3 separate regions of the Mus musculus genome follow, and regions 1 and 2 are each linked to region 3. Evidence: chromatin contacts called from public Micro-C and promoter capture Hi-C data. All regions are on one chromosome and are shown on one strand. Each heading gives the region's core, a stretch centred on a gene start, on an enhancer-like site or on the middle of the called end of the contact. The rest is flanking DNA. Distances are from core to core; before and after follow the strand shown.

What was found. A called contact is a pair of places that touch in the nucleus more often than the background predicts. Capture Hi-C pulls out chosen DNA fragments and counts their contacts.
Region 1: a promoter capture Hi-C map of liver shows a contact between it and region 3. The contact joins the promoter of Tkt here to the promoter of Sfmbt1 in region 3. A contact is called at or near these places in 4 of 39 promoter capture datasets (cranial neural crest, liver, pre-B cells and 1 more), 6 of 484 Hi-C or Micro-C datasets (CD4 T cells, the G1E-ER4 cell line, embryonic stem cells and 1 more), 7 of 115 datasets of contacts at active chromatin or transcription factors (bone marrow-derived macrophages, effector CD8 T cells, embryonic stem cells and 3 more) and 4 of 9 other capture datasets (adipose tissue, liver, macrophages and 1 more).
Region 2: a Micro-C map of embryonic stem cells shows a contact between it and region 3, with 3 times the contacts expected there. The contact joins the enhancer-like site here to the promoter of Sfmbt1 in region 3. A contact is called at or near these places in 7 of 484 Hi-C or Micro-C datasets (CD4 T cells, the G1E-ER4 cell line, embryonic stem cells and 1 more), 9 of 115 datasets of contacts at active chromatin or transcription factors (bone marrow-derived macrophages, effector CD8 T cells, embryonic stem cells and 5 more) and 4 of 9 other capture datasets (adipose tissue, liver, macrophages and 1 more).

What each region holds. Positions count from the first base shown.
Region 1 is chr14:30,547,408-30,550,556 of GRCm38.p6, reverse strand. Tkt (transketolase) reads right to left here and starts at 1,426. Exons shown (of 14, transcript NM_009388.6): 1 at 1,177-1,426. The coding sequence starts at 1,283.
Region 2 is chr14:30,530,322-30,533,346 of GRCm38.p6, reverse strand. No RefSeq gene overlaps it. Among named protein-coding and RNA genes, the nearest start is that of Tkt, 17 kb to the left of the region's middle. Within about 2 kb of position 1,741, at least 51 of the 459 cell types and tissues checked have an H3K27ac peak or open chromatin away from gene starts, as enhancers often do. A contact at or near this core is called in bone marrow-derived macrophages, embryonic stem cells, pancreatic cancer cells and 1 more, where this site is marked.
Region 3 is chr14:30,714,049-30,717,094 of GRCm38.p6, reverse strand. Sfmbt1 (Scm-like with four mbt domains 1) reads right to left here and starts at 1,480. Exons shown (of 21, transcript NM_001166532.1): 1 at 1,220-1,480.

The DNA.
Region 1 (3,149 bases), core at 177-2,676, 170 kb after region 3:
AAACGATGTGGATGTGAAGACCTACTCTGTGCTAGGTAGAGAGGACAGTGTCTCTGCCAGACACTGAGGAAATCCAGAGAAAAGGAAGTCAGGTCTCTTAATTGGGCAGGGAGCACCCTCTATCATAGGCAGCAATCTAAAGCCAAGACAGATAACAGGTCCAAAGTATGCATGGGAAGTTGGGTGGCAAAGGGTTCCCAGTTCAAACCTTCTGAGGACATCCCGTCTTAAAAGCACAAGGGCTAAGTAAGGAGGAACCCACGGTAAAAGGCAAGAGAAATGCACTCCTTTAATAATATGTTCTGTATGGAACTGGCCAAAATCCAGAATCCTGGTCTTTGTTCTAAGCTCACAGTTTGTCTGGGTTCCTAAAATCTCCCTCCCCAGAACCCCAAACCATTCCAAGAAGCCCAGATCTCTCTGTCTCAAGGTCTCATACCAGGCCCAATGGAGACCTTAGAATTTCTTGAAACCACCCAGTGTGCAAACACCGTTAGCCCAGAACTTCCTATTTCGCGTGGGCCTCGCCCCTTCTTTCTACAAGCTCCCTTCTCCCCAGACTCGCACTCCAACCTCCTTGCTCGGGTCTAAGCCTCTCTTGGTGTTGCATCGTCACCTCCCTGCCCCCACCCTGGAGTCTTCAGCAGCACCGGGACCCCAGCCCACACATAGCAGGAGAGGCAAGAAGTGTCGAGGAGGGGAGCGTGGTTAGAGATGCAGAGAAGGGTGGGCCCCCAGTCTACTGCAAAATGGTGGGCTCTACACACATTCTCTGCCTACATTGCAAGGGCTGAAATTCCAGCTCTCACTGTGACTTTGGACAACTGATATAAAGCCGGAATCTCAGTTTCCCCATCTGCAAACCAGTGGAACCAACATGCTGGTGGAGAGCTGGAGCCCACACGTGCTCAGGTTTCTCCCGCCAGCAGTCATGGTGGCCTCCGGGTTGCAGCCGCAGAGCGAGGAGGCGCGCCCGGGCGCAGCGAGAACCGGGAAGCCCGGGCCGGCTGGAGGTGCTCGCGAGACCTGAGGCCCACGCGGTCGAACCCGGCCGCTCCGGAGCAGCGGAAGGCTCCGCCATCTGACCGCGCCCTCGTGGCGACATCGTGCTACGCGACACGGAGCCAGGGAGGCCGCGGGACCCGGCTCCCAGCCCCGCCAGAAGCGCGCGCTCACCCTGAGCCTGCCGCGGTGGTGGCCTGGATGGAGCTGATGCGCAGGCGATTGGCTGTGTCCTTCAGGGCCTGGAGCTTCTGCTGATCTGGCTTATGGTAACCTTCCATGGCGTGGTAGGACGAGGACGAGGACGAGGACGAGAACGCTGAGGACAGAGACACAGAGCCAGCAGCGGCTCAGGAAGCGACCAGCAGTGACCGAGGACGGGTGCTGCGGGCGGGCGCGTTAAGACTCCTTAGGACCCGCCCATGGGGGGCGGGGCGGAGGTGGGGCGGGGCGCCGAATCACCCCAGGCCGACGAGTGGCCTCTGGCCACGCCCCGCATTTAGTGGACTCTCGGAAGTCGCCAGGCCTGGGGGCTCTCTCCCAGCACAGTGCCCTGTTGGAATTAATCACACACAAACAGTAGCAACAAAGTAACTTCGCCACTATTCCTGGTTCTAAGCATGGCTCAGAGTTCCGCGGCTGACTTGGGTAGGACTGAGAAGAGAGATACTAATCAGTAATTGCACTTTTCTAAGGAAAAGGTTGAGGCTTGGCAAGGTTAGATTGAGATTACAGGGTTGGTGGGTAGCGCTGCAGCAGATTATCCTCAGTCCAAAAAGATCCCAGACATGAGAATAAATATACACTGCCAGAAACGGTAATACTGAGAAGTTACTAGGAGTATGCTGGTCTCAGACTACTAGAGCCAACGGACAAGAGTGGATTCAGAGAGATTACTGGGTTTGCCTCTGTAGAGACAGTTAGCACCTACTGCTCTTACCAGATCTGGTGGAGCTGAGAGGACTGAGCAGCTGTAACAGAAAGCGTTGCCTTCACAGTCTCGTTGGATCTGTCTCATTGGATCCATGACACACACTCGGGTCAATACCGTTTCCAGAGGCGGAGGTTGTTGCAATTTACAGAGAGGATATAAAGGCAAGCCTGTGAGTGGGTGCTGGGCAGAGGCAGAGGAAGGCACCAGTACAGCTTTGGTCCAGGTCCTCTCTGTGTCCTCCACAGAGCTCAAACTCAGAGTCATGAGACAATGGGCCCTGTGCAAGTGAGCACCCCTCCCCCAAGCGCTCCCTGCCTGGCCTGTTTCCCAGGTGTCCCAGTGAGACTGCCAGTGTGGTTTGTTACAGCCCCTGGCTTCTGCTGGCTCTGCCCAAAGAGGCTGGCCCTCCTAGTGCCTGACTGCCAAGGGCTGGACCTGGGACTGGAGTGTTGTGGTCTCGGAGTGTTCCACTATCAGATCCTTGGCAAGGCAAGTGCCACCTCTGTCCTCTGCTCACCAACAGGTCAAGGAGGCAAACAAACCTCAGAAGCCTTTGGGCCTTCCAACCCCATGGACCTGAGGGCAGTGATTATTAGTCCAGTTCTTCATTTCTCCACCTGTCCAATGACACTGATGTTAACTTCCTCTTCCTCCTCCTCCTCCTCCCCCTCCTTCCCTTCTTCTTCTTCTCCTCCTCCTCCTCCTTCCTCTTCCTTGTTCTCTTCTTCTCCCTCCTCCTCCCCCCTCCTCCTCCCCTTCTTCTTCTTCTCCTCCTCCTCCTTCCTCTTCCTTGTTCTCTTCTTCTCCCTTCTCCTCCCCCCTCCTCCTCCACCTCTTCTTCACAGTGGAAAATTATAATCTATTTGGGAATGGAAACATAAGCTAGAGAGGTATATGTTTTTATTTCTGAATGTTCATTTCTATATATCTGAATGTCCTTTTTAAAATTATAAAATAGTTACAACATTTCTCTCCTCCTTTTCCTCCCTCCAATCCCTTCCATACATCCATCCTTGCTCTCTTTCAACTCTACACAAAGATCTACAGGCAACTAAGGAATCCTGAGAGTGGGAGAAGTAGTCTTCTCCCAGAAAGAGCATACCAAGTGGTTACCCAATACCAAATGGTCAACCTTGAAAACATACACACCAGTAACTTTCTACAGACTGAGTGGGTTATAGTTAGTAATATATATATATATATATATATATAT
Region 2 (3,025 bases), core at 492-2,991, 180 kb after region 3:
CTCAGTGGGTAAGAGCATCCAACTGCTCTTCTGAAGGTCTGGAGTTCAAATCCCAGCAACCACTTGGTGGCTCACAACCATCTGTAACAAGATCTGACGCCCTCTTCTGGAGTGTCTGAAGATAGCTACAGTGTACTTAAATAAATCTTAAAAAAAAAAACCTCACATGTGTTTACAATTGTGTGTGCATGCATATGTGTGTATGTGCATGTTAATAGTCATATGTGCCTGTATGCGTGTGTGTGTGTGCATGTTTGTTCATGTTTATGTGTGTGCATGTGTGACTGTGGTCAGTTGAAAGAGCTAAGTTAGCTAGTCTGTAGTTCCCAGTTATGCAATGAAACACTAACTCAGGTGTGGCCGTGCTGGTATTTTGTAGATGTGGTTATACCCCGGACGCTCCGGTGACTCACAAGAGAGGATAGATAGGAAAAAGTTTCTCTGTGAAGAAGAGCTTCAGTGCTGAGAGTCCCGCAGTCTGACGTGGTTCCAACTTGCTGGCCTCCAGGTGGATGGGCCCACTCTCTGAATAAATCTCGCAGTGCCCATTTACTGTAGGGCCTATATTTGGGACAGGGTCTTTTTTTTGTGGGGGGTGGGTGGGGTGTTTGAGACAGGGTTTCTCTGTGTATCCCTGGCTGTCCTGGAACTCACTCTGTAGACCAGGCTGGCTCAGAAATCCGCCTGCTTCTGCCTTCCCAGTGCTGGGATTAAAGGCGTGCGCCACCATGCCCAGTGGGACAGGGTCTTGTTACAGATCCTAGGCTATCCTTGAACGCTTAATCCTCCTGCCTCAGCCTCCTAAATGCTGGGATTAGAAACCTGTGTTCCACTGGGCAGTGGTGGCGCATGCCTTTAGTCCCAGCACTTGGGAGGCAGAGGCAGGCGGATTTCTGAGTTCAAGGCCTGCCTGGTCTACAGAGTGAGTTCCGGGACAGCCAGGGATACACAGAGAAACCCTGTCTCAAAAAACAAACAAACAAAAAAACAACAACAACAAAAAAAAAAAAAGAAGAAGAAGAAAGAAAAAAACCTTCATTCCCAAGCTATCCCTTTTCTTTCTGCCCCTGGATTAATCCTGGTACAGAAAAAGAAAGATCAATCATCTGCCATCTGTTTCCCACTGGGTAAACTTTTTCAGGGCTTTCATGCTTTACTCACACACGCATGCGCACACATGTGTTGCTTGCAGCTAGCACCTTGTTTCAGTGAGAGAGGGCTGCTCCAGGCAGAACCTCACATGTCCAGACTGTGGCTGGCCCTCTGAGTCATCCCGTAAGCCCATCCCAGCACTGCTGTCCTTGAACATACAGCAAAGGTGCCAAGTCATCGTACCTTGTAATTTCCGAAGTCAAGTCTTGCCTGGCAAGTATGAAGATCTCTCTCTCCCTACCCTGCCCCTAAGAGCCCTGTGAGTAACTCCACTCATGCCCAGCCCAGCCGTGTATAGGATGGCCCCTGAGCAGAGCCCACAGAGGCTGCCCACCCTCCACCTGGGGAGTGCTGGCATTAAAGGTGTGTGCCACCACTTACCGGCTATTTTTTCCTTTTCTTTGGTGTAGAGATTTGTGTAGCCCAGGCTAGCCTTGAACTCTCTATATAACCTTGAACCCTGAACACTGGTTATTAACTTCTTGTTTGCACCTTCTCTCTTCTGGGACCACAAGTGTGTCACATGTGCCTTGTTTATGTAGTGCAGAGATTGACCACAGGGCTTCCTGTATGCTAAGTGAGCACTCAACCAATGGGCAGCCCCCAGCACCCTGATGGATAGCTCTGCAGCTATGATGTGGACACAGTTCTGTAACTTGTTCCAGGACTGGTCGTTTCATTCTTGGCTAGCTCAGTAGGCCCCGTTATCTCAACGACAGTATGCGTCTTCATCTCTAAATGACAAGAGGGAAAATGATCCTTTGAACCTATCCATTGACCTATCAGGCAGCACAGCTGCAGTCATTTAAAAATACAATTATTCCAGAGATCTAGAGGTCCTCTCCATGTCTCACAAACCCCCAAAGAGAAAAGGGTAGGCTCTTCTACCCCACCCGGTCTAGCTGGGTGAACTTGAAGTGAATACATCTTTATTCATGTCACTTCCCAGGAACTAACACAGGTCTGGCCCTCTCCATGGAGCATGATAGGTTAATATGCATGCATGGGTATCCAGTGTTATAAAGCACAGAATGGCTGTCATTCCAGTCTTTCAGGGGAAGAGAATGACAAGCGGCCTATGGGCATGTGGCCTTGGCTTCTCCCACTTGCTTGCCCACTGATCCTTTGCATTCTCCAAGGCAGAGCCTGGGAAAGCCCTGGCGATCAAAGGTGCCGAGTTTCCAGCCACCACAGCACAATGCCCATTATTAAAGACTCTAAAGTCCTCCAGGAGAATTAATTAATAATCTCAACGCCTTGGGCTGGAGCCAGTTTTTCACTGTGCTTCTGGGCACGAGCCCAGGTTAGTTTGGGTGATTAGAGCCTCGGAACCTGGTTTGGGGCTGGGGTGGGGTGGAGCTCATTGCTAACATTCCTTCCCTGAAAGAGACTTAAAGCAACATCTACTCCTCCTCGCAAGGTCCCAATGACAAACGGAGGTCAGATGAGCCTAGGTGAGGAGTTACTTACAGGGCTGTGGCGACTCTTCTCCCGGTGCACACAGAAGCTGCACTCAGGGCTATGGCGGGCGACTCTTCTCCCGGTGCACACAGAAGCTGCACTCAGGGCTATGCGGGCAACTCTTCTCCTAGTGCACACAGAAGCTGCACTCAGGGCTATGGCGGGCAACTCTTCTCCTGGTGCACACAGAAGCAGCATTCGGGAGGGATGAGGGCTTCCCTGTAGCTGTGTGCATGGAGCCCTGCCCTAGTTTCCCCAGACCTGTCCCCAAGCTCCATCTCCTCTCCCCAGGCTAAATGCAGCCTCGGCAGGTGCCAGAGAGCATCTGGATACTGTTTCCCTGGGCCAGGTGGGGCGAAGAAGAAACGTTAACAAGCCCAACCAGGATCAATTTTGCAAGGTGGGGATACAG
Region 3 (3,046 bases), core at 231-2,730:
CAACAGTTACACGCTCAAAGCATTCATTTTGCTTCAGATGAAATAAAGTATGACATCTTAAAAATCGCGGTTCAGGAGAGGCCATACGCAGATAATGACTAATTCCATGTTACTTCCTTCAGATCTTTTTGATGAATACAGCAATCACAAGACACACACCACTTGGGGCCAGTAACTGCTGTGAGTGACCCGCGGGGAAGAGCGCCCACCAAGTTAAAAAAAAAAAAAAAGCCCTACAGGACGCGTCCCACCCCACTGCACCGCAAGCTCTAAAGATGACCTGGCTTTGACAGCTTAGTTTGAGACCCCACGCGAACAGCTGGCATCTCGGGGGGGAAACTTAACACGACGTCTATCCTTTCCGCGGGAATTTATCCCGAGTCTCACAAGGCTTTTCTGCTCCGCAAAGAGCAGGCCTTGCTTCCCAGGACACAGGGCTCGCCCCTCCAGCGTCTTTACAGCGAACAAAACAAGACTTGGGAACAGAAAACGAAACGGTCACGGACCTGCCGAGCGGCCTCAGGACGCTCCCCAGATCCGCGCAGGGGGTCGGGCGGCGGTGCCTCCCCAGGCGAAGCGCCTGAGAGGCCGGAGCCACCGGTTGCGGTGGAGGCTCAGACTCGGCCACCGCGCTTGCTGTCGCCGCCGCCGCTGCTGCTGCTGCCGCTGCCGCCGCCGCCTAGGCCCTGAGAAGTTGAGCGGCCGCGCGGGCTGCGGGTTCGCGCCCCGCCCGGAGCGAGCCCGGGGGGGCGGGTCCGCGGGGGCTCGGCGGGAGGCCGCTCGATGGGGGCAGGGGACCGGAGCCTGCAAGTTGGGAGCCCGCTACCGCCACCCGGCCACTTTGGCCTCTCGCGCCCAGCTGGGCTGACGCGCGCCGCTCGCCCGTTCTCCCTCTCTCTCTCTCTCTCCCGGCGCCGCCGGCCTCCGCCGCGTCCGCGAGGTGCCCGGGCGCGTCCCCGCAGCCCCCGCCGGCCGACGCGCCGAGCCTCGGGACCGCGCCAGGCCGCGCGCGCGGGCGCCGCGTCCCCCCACCCACTCCAGTCGTCCCCCCCGCCCAACGCGCCGCCGCCGCCCGTTGGCGCCTCAGATCGCGCGCTCGCTGCCCGCTGGCTCCCGGCGCTTCCCGCTGGCAAAGTTGCTGGGCCTCTTTGGGAGGGCGCCGCACCACCCCTCAGGCCGCCGCGCGGGAAGGCCCAGCCGGCCGCCCCGCTTTTTTTACCTGACGGGAGTTTTCGCGCGCGCGCTTGCTCGCTCTCCCCGCTCGCTCGCACGCCCGCCCGCTCGCTCGGTTTTCTTTCTTTCCTTCTTGGCGCTCGCCCGCGCGGGGCGCCTTTTCCGCTCGCGCTGCTCGCGCCCTCCTTCCTGCTGAGCCCGGCAGAGCGGGGCGGCCGGCAGCTCTCCCCGCCCCCCTGCACCCGCGCTCCGGCGGAGGCGGCGGCGGCGGCGCTCCGCGCTCCGACTCATTCCAATATGGCACGGACGCAAGGCGCATGCGCCCGCGGCCCCCCCACTCCCTCCCCCAGCTCCGCGGTCCTCCCTCCCGGCAACCCGCGCCCCTCGCTTCGCGCGCGTGGCACTCCCGACCCGGCCTCCCCAAGCCCACCGGCTCGCGGAGCTGGAGCTGCACGGGAGACGACGCGTCCGCGGGCCCGGGTCCATAACCCGCCGCTTTGCTCGCGTCCCCCTGTCCGCACCTCGCCGAAAGACACCCGCGAGGCCGTGGCGCTGGGCGTCGCGGCGTGAGCCTCTGATCCCCGACGGCGCCATGGACGGAGAACGGCTTGGAGACGGCGTCCTCGGGCTCCGGAGGCGCGTCCTGGCCTTGCTTGGGATTCTGGAAAGAAAGACCTCACCTCGGGCTTCTGGACAGAGCGGCTCGGGACCCCGCGAAGTCCCTGATCCATCCGTCCCTGGCGAAGCGCGCCACTGTAGCCCGCACGTGACCACCTCGAGCAAGATGGTATTAGCAGAGAGGCAGCAGTTCTGCAGGTCCCCAAGGGGCGCATACCGTGGCCGAGGGAGCTGCGCCCGCCCGCCGGACCACGTCGGGAATCCTACACGTTCTTTGAGATCTAGCAGGGCACTCTAGTGCTCGTCTACCGAGTCCGACTCGAACGCCTCTACGTACCTCATGTCCAGGCTCAGTAAATGAGTTGTCCTGCCGCAAAGGGGCACAGGTTGACCTAAGAGCTTCAGGAGAAGCTCAAAAATGCTGTGAATCAGCCTCGAATCGGAAGGTGCCCACAGGCAGTTACGTTCGGCTACTCAACCCTTCTTCAGCGAGCACAGGTGTCAATAGGAAGCACACCCACCTGCTCCAGAAAGTTCCCTCAGAAGAAAATCCCAGCGCCTGTGGGATCCCGGAGTGCCAATGAGACCAGACTCTCCAGCCTAAGATGGCCTCAGTCAGGGGCTCCTACTCAAGGAAGACTCCTTTCTTTTAGAGAAGAGGAGGCGAGACACACACACACACACACACACACACACACACACACACACACACACACACGAAGGTCTTGGGATGCTCCCATTAGCATCTTTCTCATGTTTTTGGGCAACCTTGGGAAATATGCACATTACAAACGCCAGATGATTTTTTTCTTTTTGTAAGTGTAAGCACCATTGAAAAGACAAAGTAACAAGAAAAAAAAATAAAGAAGAATATAAAAGGATATTCAATTATTGCTACACAATTTGAGCTCCCACCCACCCCCTCCCAACACCCCCCCCGCCCCGGCCAAAAACAAAAAACAAACAAACAAACAAACAAAAAAACCCTTCTTCATAGATACATGCTTGCAAGCACACATTTTCATTTATTTGCTACTATGACTAACATTTTTTGTTTGCATGGTCGTTTTTAAGGTATATAGTTCCTGCTTGTGTATTTTATTACATTGCAGTTGTCTGCTAACACATCCATGCGGTCCACAGATGAGCTGAGTTTCTAGGAATGGGAAAGTTTTTAGGTAGAAAGCTGTGAATGGCCCTCTCTTGCCCCAGTTCTTTCACCAGCAAGGAAGAGTGTAAGGAATTGAATGCACAT